5 separate regions of the Mus musculus genome follow, and regions 2, 3, 4 and 5 are each linked to region 1. The links are chromatin contacts, called in public promoter capture Hi-C maps. All regions are on one chromosome and are shown on one strand. Each heading gives the region's core, a stretch centred on a gene start, on an enhancer-like site or on the middle of the called end of the contact. The rest is flanking DNA. Distances are from core to core; before and after follow the strand shown. Region 1 holds the start of Helz (helicase with zinc finger domain). Region 2 holds the start of Itgb3 (integrin beta 3). Region 3 holds the start of Fam20a (family with sequence similarity 20, member A). Region 4 holds the start of Prkar1a (protein kinase, cAMP dependent regulatory, type I, alpha). Region 5 holds the start of Wipi1 (WD repeat domain, phosphoinositide interacting 1).

Region 1 (2,863 bases), core at 220-2,719:
CTTGCACATCTCACCGGCTCTGTAGTTCATTAGTGATCAATTACTTCATCCAGTTCCTGGAGCAAACAGAAAAAGAAGATGGTATGCAACACCAGTTGGAGCTGTTACCAGTTACAAGCATTTTATAGTCCTTTAGTAAAAGAATATGGATACACTTCAAGTGGAAAAAGTTATTTAAAAAAAAAAAAAAAAAAGATACAGGATGAAGCTTTGGAGGGGAAAAAAATTTGCTTCTTTTACCTAAAATTGAAAATATTTTCTTTCAGCAACAGATTAGAAAATAGTCTTCAACCTTAAACATAATAAACTCATCTATTCTACACTGATTAGTCTTACTTTCAAAAATAAAAGAAGGGAGAAAAAAATCAAGGAGGGGGGGAAAAAAGCTATTCATATGAGTGAAGAGAGCAAAATCAAGAACAAACTAGGCCAGATAACGTCTCCCTCTTCCCCCGGCTGCTCCCGGCATCCACTATCTCTGAAGTTACACTTCTGATTATCCTAATGGCTTGTCTAAAAAGTGTAACTTTGCAAGGGAGAAAGGATGCCAATTTCGGAGCTCAACAAAAAAAAAAAAAAAAAAAAAAAAAAACAAGGTTCCCAACCCAAAAGGAATCTGAAGGCTCTGGCTTCCAGCCCTGTCTGTGAGGACCCTCAGCAAAGGCCAGGGGGCAGAAGACTCAACTCATTTTGGGGAGAGAAATCACAGTTCCTACTTAGGACTATGTGTCCGAGCCCTTGAGGGTAAAGAGAGAGAAGGAAAGAAAGGGGCCTTTGGAGACACCTCCAGGAAGAGACTGTGCATTTGTTTTTGTAGATGTGCTCACGGGCCACGCATGTCCCAGGAGGGGGGCGGGGAGAGGGGGACCACAGTGAATCTTGAGCAGAGCCCTCTGCTGGGGAGGGGCGCCCCCTGACCCACTTTCGTGCTGTCCCCTGCCCTGGGGTCGCCGCCCCACCCTGGGTGGAAATGCTAACCCGGAGGGCTGCACCGCGCGCGGCGTGGGAGGCCGCCCGCTCCCCACCCTAAGCCGCGACCCTGGGGCGCGGGGCGTGCGGGGACCCCAGGGTCGGCCCGTGCCGGAGCAGCCTCGCGCGGGCTCCCGGGTCCCCCCGAACCTCGGGCGTGTGCAAGGACCCTCGGGCCACCGCCTGGGTCCCTGGCACCTCAGCCCCCCAGCGGAGGGAAAAGGAGATTGAGGAGGGGAAGAAACAGTAAACAGCTCCAGCGTCCGGGCCTCGCCTCTGAGAGAGCCCCGCTCCCCAGGCCCTGCCGGCGGCCGGCGGGATCCCCCGCTGTCCCCGGGGCCGCGCTGTCCCGGACCCGGAGCACCCGAGGAGAGTCCGGGCCTCTCCCCGGATGGCTCTGGAGGCTCCTGAAGCGACCCGGGCAGCGGAGAACGGGGAAGTCAGGACTTACCTGTCATTACTTTCTACGCCATCTTGGATCCACTTGTCAACGTCCCCACAAAGCATTATGGGTAAGAAAGAGCCTTTAAAGTGACTCCCCCCCCCCCTCGGCCCCCGACTCCCGCCTCCCGCCGCCGGCGCCGCCCCCTCCGGCTGCACCTCCCTCCGGAAAGTTGGCCCCAGAGGCCCGCCCGGCCCCCTTCAGCGCCTGCGAGACTTCTCAAGGAACACCCCTACTCACACACCCAGTTTTCCAACTGTGCCTTTGGGGTGCTCTCTCTTCCCCCCACCCCCGTCCCTATCTCCCCCATTCCTTACGCGAGCTGCTGTCTGCCCCGCCGCGATCCTGCCCTAGTAGCCAGATACCCTACTCCTGCATTCAATCAACACGGCGTGTCCCGGACGCGGGTGGTGTGTGAGCCGGCTAGCGGATGCATAGATGTATGCAGGGATGCATGAGCGCATGAATGCGCACGCCTGCGAGCGGTTCCCCCAGCTCCAGGTCCTTGCTACCGCTCGCGCTTCCCGCCCCGGGGCATCCGCCAGGCATGTCGCACTCGCGCGCGGGGACAGTGTCGGTATCCTAAGAAGCCACTCTGGGGCCCTAGGATCCCAGGAACTCGGTGAAACGCCGAGTCAATCCGCCCGCAAAGCTGCAATTGGGATCTGGGAAGGTTAAGCTAAATGCAACTTTTACCCCAGTTTACTCGCGCGGTCCCCTCCTCTTGGCCGGTAATGTGATCTGCGACCCTCTAGGTCGGAGGACCCCCTCCCCTAGGAATGTGGCTTTAGAATTCAGCCGGGTTAGAGTCCAAATTGTGGACTGTGACTTCCCCATGCAGGTAACTCAAGAGAACCCGGCTGCAGAGTCCGGGTGGGGCGTGGATGCGCGCCTGGGCCGGGAGGGGGTCCCCCGGGTGGGTTGGGGGGTAGTGCCTACCGCGTTTCAACTGTCCTGTTCCCACAAGGCGGCGACCCCAGGCGGCGGGACAAGGTAGAGGGCGGGCGCCACGCTGGCTCTGGGCAGAGAGAGGAGGGGGATGTCCAGAGTGGCTTGGAGGCGACCAGGACGCAGGAAGTAGGAGGCGACCGTGCGCCGGCAACAGACCTTTGCGAGCATCCCGCGGGCATCTGCTTTCTGGTTGCAAGACAAGCCCAGCGCTTTCCCCGCCCCTCCCGCGTTGCTTCAGGCGAGCAACACCTAGCTCAGGTGACCACCCCTTTTGCTCCATGAAGTACCAGCTCCTTGCAGCCCTAGTCCTGCCAGAAATGTAGGTCTGTTCATTAACTCCCCACCCCCACCCTATACATTCTCTTCCTCCAGTGTCAGCACTGCTGAGTTTGAGGACCTCTAGATGCTCGCCTCCCCGGAGCAAGATTTGTGTCCAAAAGAAAATGCTCCGAGACTTCCGGGTAGATCCTGTTGTTTAGCTTTAGCGAGGGTTTAATCCCC
Region 2 (2,863 bases), core at 231-2,730, 2.9 Mb after region 1:
CTGGAAATTGCCTAACACAAAGAGTACTAGCTATCTTTTGTTCAGTGTATCTGTTATCTGTGAGGACACTTTCACGCTGTACAGAAGCAGGGCCTGTCATGACATGCCAATTAAAAAATTAAGTCGAAATGTTTAAAAGGTTTTAAATTCACGAAAGTTAGCCTATCTGTTAGAAACATCAGCTTTCCTGGAGGATTTCCCCATTCCCCATCAACGGCTACCAGCAGCTGACAGAGACTCTAATATCTCCAGGGCAGAATGCTAGAGAGCCTGGTTCCTGTTCTGTGGTGACAAAGCTTGTTCAATGTAGGCTAAAGACCACAGTTTTCATCTTTCGCTTGGAAGCTTCTGCCACAAAAGACAAATATCAGTTCTCTACTGAAACCCCTTTCCCTTTCCCTGTCCCATGTCTATGTTCATCTGTACCACCGTACAAGGGTCAGGAAGGCAGCCACCAAAATCTTTTTTTAGATTACTTAACTTCAAAGTCAACTTAATAAAGTTTACCTTTAACAAATAGTCCATCTGGGTCTGGAGATGTAGCTCAATTAATAAAGTGCTTGCCTGCCATGAGGAGACCCTGGGTTCGACTCCCTGCAGCATATAAACCCTGAGGGGTGGTGCATGTCTATAGTCCTAGCACTCCTTAGTAGAGGCACAGGGGAATCTGAAGTGCAAGGTCACCCTGGACTACACAGAGTGTGAGGTATCCTGAAATATATGAGACTGTATTACACACATGTGCACACACACACACACACACAACTGCGGGTTTTACTTGCTCCAGCTGACCTCCAGCAACCACCCCCTCCCGCTCCCCTAGGCTCTGCGGACTGGATGACTCCCCTTCCCTGCAGCGTTAGTGGGCCTGAAAGCTGACGATGCAGGCAGCTGATGTTGTGGGACACACGCAGGAGAGACAAAGTCAGCCCCAAGGACCTCTGTGCTGACTCCCAGCACACAGTCAGGGAGTGTTGGGTGAGAGGTCGGCCCCAGAAGGGACGGAGCCCGAATCCCTGCTCCTCCTTAAGGAGTGGGGCGGCCAGAAGATTGTCCTGCGCACTCCAGAGAAAGGGGCAACCCAGAGCGCACACACCCACCCAAGCAGGTGAGCTGCATCCTTCTGCCAGCGCACCGGGACGGCCCAGCGGATCTCCATCTTTCCTCTGCTTCCCGGGCCAGGCCAGGATCTCCGCCACCAGCGATGCGCCCTCGAGGCCACGGGAAGAAGGATCCGCCCCCCGCACCTCTGCTTCTCAGTCCTAGCTCCGGGTTCCCAGGGTCCTACGGCATTTCGCGCACCCGACTCGCTCACCTCCAACAACAACGCCCGCCAGCGCCCCCAGCGCCAGCAGAGCGGCCCAGAGTTGTCCCGGCCACTGCGCTCGCATCCTGTCCGCCGCCCTTCACGCCGCGCGCGCGCCACGGCGAGCCTGGCACCCGCAGCTGCTTTTCCTGCGGAGGGGAGGGAAGAAGGGAGGGGACGGGGTGGGTGGGACACAGCGGGGCGGGCGGAGTGCTCGCGCTCCCTCCCTCCGGCTCACGCCTGGACCCTGCCTGAGGCTGAGTGTGATGGGTAAACTTTGCAATCTTCCCCAGCCCCCCGCCCACGAGGACCTGCCCGCGTTCACTAGAGGAGACCGCGCCCCCCGGGGTCCTGTGTGCATCTGGGTCCCAGGTGTCTGCGCCTGGGTGCTCGGTTTAAAAAAAGAAGAAAAAAAAAGCTTTGGGTCACTTCCTGGACTCTGCTAGTCCCACCTCCGCAGAGACATCAACACTGCTATTTCACTTCACCGGGCTCAGTTTGCTTTCCTCCTGGTTTCATTCTTTTCCTCAACGGGCAGGCAGCTGTCAAATGCTTTCTATGCAGCCTCTTGTCAATACCACACCTGCAGCTTGTGGTAGGAAAGACGGATCCGAGTAGAGCCTCTGTCTGTAAATGCTTGCTTGCCCGTAGCAGGTGTCTAAGAATCATTTTAGAACAGTCACCATATTGCCTTCCAACTCAAATTCACTAGCTTTATAGTATTTTCCTCAGAGAACACTTGCTGCTGTTCCTATCCCCTGCACTAGTTTCCTTGAGTCTTCCCCAGATGGGAAACCCCTAGACGTGCAAAAGGTGCAAAATGCTGAAGCTGATCAGGATGTCATAAGAAGTGACTGGGCCTGTGCATCCTTACGCAAGAAGGGTAGTGTTGTAAAATAAATAAATAAATAAATAAATAAATAAATAAATAAATAAATAAATAAATAAATAAAACTAGGGCAGGCGATGTGGTGCAATCGGCAGAGCACTTGCCTAGCAACCACTGGGCTCCATCCCCAGCACTACGTGAAACAGGATGTGATGCCTACAATTCCAGCCTAAGGAGGCAGGAAGACCAGAAGTTCCAGGTAGTGCTTGAGTACATAGGGAGTTCAAAGCCAGCCTGAGCTAGAGCAGACTCTGGAGGAAGGGTGTGGAAAGAACTCAGCCATGATCCATCACCCAGCCTTAGCCCAAGAGATTTTTGTCACTCCTAAATGTCCCATGCCTTTCCATCTGACTGACCTTCCTTCCTCTTTCCATTTGGAAAATCCCACTTACTTTTCAAAACATCTCAAATGCCATGTCTTCCACGCCATCTTGTCTGATGTTCCTCCTCCTCCAGCCTTGTCCTCTCCAGAGGTGTACCCTTCTTCCTCAGACTTCTCACACAACAGGATATTATATCATTTCATGTCACAGATATGAACTTTATAACTGTATAAATTCATGGACACAATTGTATTTTCCCCGGTATTTCATTACTCTACACAGTGACTCATAGCAAGTTTGAATACACCCTAGGCTACATAACAGGAAAGTATCCCAAGCAAACCA
Region 3 (2,863 bases), core at 196-2,695, 2.2 Mb before region 1:
AACACAAGACTACTCTCCAAGACCCACATGAAAATCAAGCTAGTGTGCTGGCAGACGATTGTAATCCCAGCAATAGGGAGGCAGAGACTGGACGGTCTCTAGGGTTCACTGGCCGGTCAATCTGGTCCCAGAGAAAAAACCTGCCTTAAAAGCATCAGTGTGGATCAGTGGCTCCTGAAGACTAACACTCAAGGTTGACATCTGATCTCCCCAAGCACACACACACACACACACACACGGGCACACACACGGGCACACACACGGGCACACACACGGGCACACACGGGCACACACACGGGCACACACACACACGGGCACACACACACACACACACACACACACACACACACGGTCACACACACGCACTTCTATCTAAAGATGAGAGGACAGCAGCTGCCACAAGAAATAGTTGACCAACTGCCGGGAAAACTCCAGTGTTAACCCACAAGCTACAGTGTCTCAGAATGGAGACTCCAGCAAGAACCTGGAGATCCTTAACCAATGAAATTAGCATACATAGGCGCTTTGTTGCCCAGGCAGGCAACAGCTGGGGGGAAACAGTCTTTTCCTGAACATTCTCCAGGGTGGGGCCACCTCTCCAGGCAGACTCGCATTTACTATGCTCCCAAATTATAAAACAGAGAAAGCCAAGGTTTCAGGGCTGCCCTCCCCTGATCCTCAGAAGGAAGGAACACGGGGTGGAGAAGTGTAAATGACCTCACAGGATATCAGGAGAAAGCCTAAGTAAGCGGGTCCTCCAGTGATTCATTTGGGTGGACTACTTTCACACCAAGCTACATTCAAGAGTTCGGAGTGGGGTCATTTGGGGCCCCTCCCTCCCTGCCATTTCCTCTTTTCAAAGTACTGGAAGATTTGGAGTCAAACTCCATCCAAACAGGAAATCACCCAGGTTCTAGGTTAAGGGGAGTGGGAGGGGCTCTTATTTTTTAAAGGGCAAGCTATTTTTGTGCACCACGTGAGTATCTTCAGAGCAAGTGCCTACTATGTGCTGGTTGCTATGAATCCAGTTTATGCCCTGCAGCGAGTATGCTGAGAAATGAAATCCAAACCCCCAGACACACATCTGGCAAAGCTTACAGAAGAAAGGCTTTTAAGGGTTTGCATTGTCCCCCCCCAAAAAAAAAAACCCTAAAAATGGAAATGAAAGGCTCAAGTCCACCTCTCTTGGGCTCACCAGGATGTGTATGAAGAGCCCTGAGCAAGGAAAGTGGGGACAAAGAGGAGGAGCCGGAGGAGAGGATTGATGACAAGGTGGAAGGGCAGAGCCGGCAGCAAAGGGATTGGGAGTTTGGCTGGCAAGCTATGCCAGAGGCAGGTGCCAGCTAAGAGTGGGCGGAGGTGCGGGCGCCAGGCCAATCCAGGCAGCGGGGAGGCTCCGCGTTACCTCTGCCTCTAGGAGTCTAGGCGCAAAGACAAGCTCGCCCTGAGTCGCCCCTGCTTTGTCAACTCTGCGTTCCCTCCGCTCCTGCCAGCCCGGGGCACAGGAGTCCCTGCCGCCTGCAGGAGGAGCCGCTGGATCTGTCTCAGCAGCTGCGGAGAGACAGCATCCTTGGAAGAGACGCCCCGGGCTACGCAGTCTCTCCAGCCTCCTCCTAGGGGGCGAGAGCTCCTTTGCGCTCCCTCCAGTGATCGCCCTCTACACGGCCACCAGAGCCAGCACTCCTCCACGGGACCTCCCCACCTGAGCGGTCCCTGGCAGAGGGGGTCACAGGGCAAAGAGACTCAAATAACAACCGGGTAGCCAGGGAACCCCAACCCTGCCTCTCTACTGGGCAAGAAAAGACGACGCTGTCAACACTGTGAGCTTCCTGCACGCGGTCCCCAAGTTCAGGGAAGACACCCTTCCAGGAAGAGCTAATCCCCTGTGTGAGCATTCCAGCCTCCTCCGGACTCCAGGAGCTTCTTCCGTCTGCACCCCAAGTGTTTCCCGGGTGTCCGCTTGGGCCATGCCCGGGCTGCGCAGGGACCGCCTGCTGGCCCTGCTGCTCCTGGGCGCGCTCTTCTCCGCCGACCTCTACTTCCACCTCTGGCCGCAAGTGCAGCGCCAGCTCCGGCCGGGCGAGCGCCCCGCCGCCTGCCCGTGCTCTGGCCGCGCCCCCTCCGCGTCTCTACACTCAGCCGCAGCCTCCCGAGACCTTGGCACAGCCTCGCACAACTTTTCAGGAGCTTTGCCCCGGGTTGAGCATCCCAGCCGCGGCCACCCTGCCCCGCGCTCTAAGCTGCAGGCCCTCTTCGCCCACTCGCTCTACCAAGTCCTGGAGGATCCGCCTCTCCTGGGACCCGAAGACTGGCTCCTGGCCAGCCAGGAGGCGCTGCGGTATTACCGGAGGAAGGTGGCCCGCTGGAACAGGTGAGAACCCTTCCGAGGAACCCCAGCACCGGACTCCCTAGCATGACCCTCCAGGTCCTGGCTACCCATGTCCACTCCCACCCTGGGCTGTGGGAACTTCACTCTGCCGTCACAGCCTGGCACTAGGCTTCGATCCCCATCTGGACGCCCACCAGCTGTAGCAGGCCTTAGATTTCTGAGCAACAGCAAAGAAATGCTCCCAGCCACTCCCCTCGAGTTCCTGGGTTCTCTAGCCAGTCAGTTTCCTGGTCCCAATGCTTTCTCGGGCCTCTTTCGCGCTGTCCTGCTGTGGACAGCTGCTCTGGGCCTGCTGTTTTCCAGAATGAACTTTGCAAACAGAGAGCAGGGCTGGCGACACTCAGCTCTGCTCTTTGGTCAGATCTGACTGTCATATCCCAAAGACCCAGTTTCCCCCCCCCCCCCCCCCCCCGTCCCTGTCCCTCTGCTCAGGGTTGGAGACCAAAGAGGTCAGCTGGAGCAAACTCTGATACG
Region 4 (2,863 bases), core at 248-2,747, 2.1 Mb before region 1:
AAGCATCCAGCCATATTTCAAGAATGTCAGCACATATATTTAACTGATCAGAGAAATCCCTCTTAGATCCTGTCTCTGGCTGGGAAGGATGGCGCAACTAGGGCTGATAAGTGAAAAATGGTGTATGCATTACAAAGACCAAAAGGCAGGCACTGGTAAAGAAAATACAAACACCAGTCATCATGTGAAACGCCAAATAATCTAATTTTATGGCCTTAGGATTTTTAATCGGGTATGTCTTGGTTCCACGTTTGTATTTACTTTTTAAAAACCCCACAACTTAGCTTCTCTCCAAAACAAACACTAAAACCATCATCACTGCATCGAGTATTCGTAAGAAGGGGGATTCTTGAGGAAATTCGGTTCTGATGACACTCTTGCTTTCAGAAGGACTATACTGGAGGACATATTTAAACCGCCTTTGGGAGCCTGTTGCTGACAGGGCCCACATCTAAAGGATGCCAAGTAACACTAACACAGCCTGGGGGGTGGGGTGGGGGTCATCATCTAAATGCGAGCCTTCATTTCTCTGCTCAAGAAACCTATCTATCCTGGCTCCCTCAAGTCATCGGCTGTCCCCACACCCGCTCTGGGCTGGAGTTAAGGGTTAACGGGCGCCGCGTATTTTCACGAGGGAGGGCAGGAAAGTGCCCTTCACTTCACTTAGGCCACGGTCATGATCACTGAGAGCAGCAAGACGGCCCCTCATCCCCCACCAGGCAGGAGGCCGCAGACGTGGAGTGGAGCGGAGCGGGAGGCCTGGGGAGGCTGGGGTGGGCGGTGGTGGGGGCTGGAAAGGACGAGAAGTGTTAGGGGGACAAAGGGAAATGGAGCTAGGCTGAAATCACCGAGCGGAGGGGTGGAGGGAGACGAGCCCGCGAAGAGGAGGGGGGAAGCCAGGGCAGAAGAAACGACTGGGCAGAGATGAAGACTACAGCCGAGTGGCGAGGCTAAGACCGAAAAGCCATGGCGGATTCCGGTTTAAAAAAAAAAAAAAAATACCGAGCTCTTGTCCTTCAGGAAGTGGGGGAGGGAGGACGGGCGCCGAGGCCGCGGCGCGCGGGGGCGGAGGCGGCCGGGGAGCCGAGGGCAGCGCAGGACCGGGGACCCGGAGACACTCAGGACGGGGGCGGAACGGCGGGGGGCAGGGGCGGCCTACGGCCCCGCGGGGAACGGTGCAAGGGCGGACCCCGGGGGACAGTGCGAGGCCTGCGACAGGCCCCGAGGCCGCCTCGGAGGCGCAGGGGGTGCGGCCGTCCCCCCGCAGCGCGCTCCCCGGGGCGCCATCTTGGCTCGCTCCCGCGCCTTCAGGGACGCGCAGCGGAGCGCCGCGGCCGGCGACTCCCCGGTCAGGCCTCGGGCCCGCACTCACCTGAGGGCGGGCGGCGGCACGAGCAGGGGCTAACGCAGGGCGAGGCGGCCGGGGTGACCGAGCGTCCAGCGGGCTCAGCTCGCAGCCTCACTACCACTCTGCGATAGCGGCTCGGCGACGGCTCCACCGGAAACCAGCCGACCGCGGCCAATCAGCGTTCGGCTGCTGACGTCAATGCGCCTCGCTCTGGCCAGGGCGGTTGCCTTGGCAACCTTAAAGGCGCAGACGCCTAGGATCCTCCTCCAACCCCATCCCCACCCCCCTCAAGCCCACCACCGGCTACTCCCACCCCCTACCCTTAGCCCGTCGTCATCTAGCTAGAACCGTTCTCTTGCAGGGCACCTCTCCATCTTTATCTTGTCGCGTATACGTAGCCCCTTCATCGCTCTCATCTTTTTCCTTCTCTTTCTGCTAACCCGTTTCTGTCTCCTTTATTGTCCCTTCCTTACCAGGTGTGGTGGGGGGTCCTCTAGATTGTTTAGCTGTTCGGAGATCTCAGCCTCTCCTCGGTTCCTCGGTGGCTCTTGCGTCTGCCTCCCTCCACGCCTCTGTCTTTTCTCCCTCCCTTCGACCCTCCTACCGCAGACCCACGTGGGACGATTCGGTGACAGGTGGGCGACTCCGCCCTGGGTGCTATGGGACGGCAGGGAGGGGGATGGGGTTACAGGACGCTGGGCGGACAAGGAGATCCCTGCTGTTGGAAGAGGAGGAGGCCCTAGCGGATCTACCACAGCTGAGCGCAAGCGGATGCTGAGATGCTCCTGATGGACAGAGCGCGCATCCTGTGTAGACCCCCGCAATACCCGGGGTTCCGGACTCGGGCCTGTCATCCGGTCCAGGAAATCTGAGCCCCTATCAAGCCTCTGCTTGGCTAATCTGACTACTGTCTCCACAAGTGAGCTGTCATCAATGGAGGCCCTACCGTGCCTACAGAAGCACCAGATGTAGGGAGACTTCCAAGAGGAGCCCGGAGTCCTGATAATGCCCTAGCCTCCTATTATGCCAGACTGCGTCATGGGCAGTACAGACAGATGGGCAGATCAAATCATTGACCAAGCAAGAAATCTGAGCTGCATGAGAAAACAAGAGAAAAGGCGACTTCATTATTCCTTCAGTCAACTTTCCCCTTAAGTATGTGAAAATGAAAGCAAGGGACACAATTTTAGGCATATGAATTAAATAAATAAAGTGGGCCTAAATAAATACATAAATAAAATAGGCCCCTGCAGTGTGTGGTTCTGAGTAGCTGCAAGGTGTTGACAGCCTCATCGTGTATGTGCTAGGGCAATGTGCGTAGAAAATATCACGGATTTAACACTTAGTACCAAAAAAGGTTACAATATCTCCTGCATAATTTTCACAGTGATCCCCAGTTAAGATATTTGGGTTAAGTGGTGTTTGTAAATTTCACCTTTTTAAGCCTGACTTTGTCTTGGAATACCCAGACTATGATAAGGGCTCTGAACATTAGTTATGATTACCCCCCCTAGT
Region 5 (2,863 bases), core at 166-2,665, 2.1 Mb before region 1:
AAGTGCTTGAGGATCGGTGGACTATAGCTTGAGACAATGTATCCAAAATAAATAAATAATAAACAAGGTGGCTGGATATGAACCGAATTGCCACAATCTACAGAACTGTGACACCATTATCATCATAGTAATAATAATGGCGATGATGAAGATTTCAGAGGCTGTAGAGATGGCTCAGCAGTGTTTTTACTGATGAGCGGAATTCTGTTCCCCAGAACCCACACCAGGCACCTCACAACCAATTGTATACAAGCTTGGGAAGCAAATCTCCAGTTTGCTTCAGAATGCATCTCAAACGACATGAGCTTCAAGCTGTACTGTCTTGTACAGTATTCTAGTTTCTCTCCTTTCTATACAAATCGAATGTCTGGTCAAATACTGCTGAGCAAAGTTGTATGATAACAAGTCCTGAAAGAAGACCCTTTCACATGCCGCTGTGTATTGTTGGTTTTAGATAATATAGTCTAGCCAGTGCTTTAACCGGGTTTTCAGTAAATCGGGTAGGAACATACCAAGGTAATATTGTTAATGTAAGGGTCGGGGTTAGCAAGAGCTCTTTCTCAACTGTGGGGCTGTATGTGGCTTCTTAATCGGCTGGGGATCTTTTTCCGAGAAGCTTAAGGGCTCTCCAAAACGGCTGGACTTTGATGTCTACTGATTTCAACTACAACTGCTGTAAGCTTAGCGGGCGGGCAAGGAAGCAGGCGTCCGCCCGCCTCCTTGGCGTTGTCTCCGACGCTAAGGCAGGCTTGAAGCCTGAAGCTCCACTCCTCCTCCTCACCCTCTGGACGCTCTGGCAATGAAAACACCACCACGTGGCCTGCTGCCTTTGCCTCGCGCACCTTCGGCCAATGGCAAACGGTTTCTCCGACTAGGGGGCGGGTCGTCAACAGCTGTCCCGCCCACTAGCCCTATTGATTGACTAAAAGAGTTGGTGGCCAATCCTGGCTGTCTGCGGAAGGCTCTGTTCGGTCAGCAGTTCTGTTCCCAGTGATAAAGAGGCGGGGTGGGGACAGAGACGGCCTGGAGAGGGGGCGGGGCTACCAAGCTAGGTAGAAGGAGGCTCGGGGCGGGGCCTGGTTGGCTCAGGGCGGAGCTAGGGCTGTGAGGGGGTGGGGCTAGGTGCCCGAAGTGGAGAGGGCGAGGCTAAGTGGGAAATGTGTAGGGCGGGTCCTGAAGGTCCCAGGCAGGGCTAGAGCCGAGAGGGGCGGTACTTGAGGCAGGGGCGTGGCCTGGCTGTTTTAGGACCCAGCCGATTCTCTGAAGGAGGGGCGGGGGTTTGGAGTGGGGCGGAGCTAAATGGGAATCGTGTAAGGGCGGGGTCTTACGATGGAGGGGCGGAGCTAAGTGGTATCTGAGTGGGCGGGGTCTGTCTGGAGGCGAGCCCGGGGCGGGACCGACGCGGCAAGCCGGCCCACGGAGCCGGCGCGGGCGGGCTGCTGAGGTGGCTGTCCCCCGCTCAGAGCTGCGGCTTCTCGGGTCGAGCCCCCGATGGAGGCCGAAGCCGCAGATGCCCCTCCGGGCCGAGTGGAGGCGGCGCTCAGCTGCTTCTCTTTCAACCAAGACTGCACGTAAGCCACGGCGCCAGCCCCCTGGCCAGGGAAGTGGGGGACAGAATGTCGCCACCAAAGGGTGTTGTCCTGTAACGCAACTGGTGGCTAGCCGGGGCCTGCGCGCCGATGGTACCTCGGCAGGGCAGCCTGTGTCGCGGCGTTGCTCGGCTGTAGGGGTTTGAGCCCACCCAGACGACTGCCAGCCAGCGCCTGCCAGAAAGAGCCGGCTAGGGTGACCCAAACAAGTCAGCAAGGAGGGCGGAGGGGGGACCTTGAATGTGGGGGAGGGACTTGGTGTGGGCCACCTAGTGACCGAAAGGGAGATCAGGGACCAAAACAAAGGTGAGGGAAGGGAGGAATGTGCAACTTGACTCAAGAGGGAGGATGCAGAGAGTCGGAAAGATGAAGAAAAACTTTACCATTTGTCCTTGAGTATCTCAACGTGGCATTTGGGCAGGGCCTCGGACAAACAGTCAGTCTATCCCTGTGGCCCGACCAGCCCCAGCACTGGGCATCTTGGCTGGTCTCTTTGGCCGTAGGAAGCTTTTCTTTATTTGCCTTTCTGTGTTTACTCGCTGTCCACCCAGTCCCAGGAATCTCCTGGAAGCTCAGGAGCCCTTTCTCTGCCCCAGACAGCTTCCCATCCCTGAAGCAGGCGCTCCACCCTGTTGCTTTTAAGTGGCTTTTTAATGTTTCACTATGATGGTCAACGTTTAGACTTTGGTCCATAAACAAGGGATTGCTTGCCTGAGTTCTAGGCATCTGCAGGATTGAATCTTAAGACACAAGCTACTGTTTTCTTCCCTGTTTTTGTGCAAGCCAGCCTGGGGACCATATGGATTAATCTCTTTGGAATGTGGAGCCCTGAAGCATCAGGGCAGGGATGACCACTTCCCAGTGTCCCACTTCCGGCTGTACCAGTTTCTGCTCTGTTCCTGGTTTGGGCTCAGCTTCAGGCTTGTGCCTTGGCTGCTGCTAGCTGAACTGTGCTAATATTGAACATTCATTCGTTGGTGTAATTAAGGCCATAAGCAGCCCTGGTTTTCATTCCCTTTGTGTTTCTGTTTGAAAAACCCCTGCTCTGAACAATATGTCTTTGTTTGAAAAATCTGTGTGTGTAATCATATAATCCAGTAATTCGACAGCTTGGCTACATGAGTGACTCTCAGGCTGCCTCTGACCACAACCCACAATAAAAAAGTACATCTTACAACATCTCCCCATAGCCATAGATATGTAATATGCACAAACTATTAAGTGGGGTACCTTGTGGCATTTTCTTGGGATTTTGTTCTTGCTTGGTTTTAACG

Evidence for each region. Promoter capture Hi-C pulls out the DNA fragments that hold promoters and counts their contacts.
Region 2: a promoter capture Hi-C map of pre-B cells shows a contact between it and region 1, with 2.0 times the contacts expected there. The contact joins the promoter of Itgb3 here to the promoter of Helz in region 1.
Region 3: a contact with region 1 is called in a promoter capture Hi-C map of hippocampal neurons, with 2.6 times the contacts expected there. The contact joins the promoter of Fam20a here to the promoter of Helz in region 1. A contact is called at or near these places in 2 of 39 promoter capture datasets (hippocampal neurons and liver).
Region 4: a contact with region 1 is called in a promoter capture Hi-C map of liver, with 3 times the contacts expected there. The contact joins the promoter of Prkar1a here to the promoter of Helz in region 1. A contact is called at or near these places in 2 of 39 promoter capture datasets (the 3T3-L1 cell line and liver).
Region 5: a promoter capture Hi-C map of the HPC-7 cell line shows a contact between it and region 1, with 8 times the contacts expected there. The contact joins the promoter of Wipi1 here to the promoter of Helz in region 1. A contact is called at or near these places in 3 of 39 promoter capture datasets (the HPC-7 cell line, hippocampal neurons and liver) and 1 of 115 datasets of contacts at active chromatin or transcription factors (embryonic stem cells).

Annotation. Positions count from the first base shown.
Region 1 is chr11:107,546,539-107,549,401 of GRCm38.p6, reverse strand. It overlaps Helz (helicase with zinc finger domain), which reads right to left and starts at 1,469. Exons shown (of 33, transcript NM_001368755.1): 1 at 1,421-1,469; 2 at 1-56. Gm39426 (a long non-coding RNA gene) reads left to right here and starts at 1,408. Exons shown (of 3, transcript XR_003949607.1): 1 at 1,408-1,481; 2 at 2,379-2,620; 3 at 2,735-2,863.
Region 2 is chr11:104,606,617-104,609,479 of GRCm38.p6, reverse strand. Itgb3 (integrin beta 3) reads right to left here and starts at 1,480. Exons shown (of 15, transcript NM_016780.2): 1 at 1,316-1,480. The coding sequence starts at 1,391.
Region 3 is chr11:109,720,820-109,723,682 of GRCm38.p6, reverse strand. Fam20a (family with sequence similarity 20, member A) reads left to right here and starts at 1,445. Exons shown (of 11, transcript NM_153782.2): 1 at 1,445-2,371. The coding sequence starts at 1,968.
Region 4 is chr11:109,649,583-109,652,445 of GRCm38.p6, reverse strand. Prkar1a (protein kinase, cAMP dependent regulatory, type I, alpha) reads right to left here and starts at 1,497. Exons shown (of 11, transcript NM_001373913.1): 1 at 1,373-1,497.
Region 5 is chr11:109,609,941-109,612,803 of GRCm38.p6, reverse strand. It overlaps Wipi1 (WD repeat domain, phosphoinositide interacting 1), which reads left to right and starts at 1,415. Exons shown (of 13, transcript NM_145940.2): 1 at 1,415-1,571. The coding sequence starts at 1,492.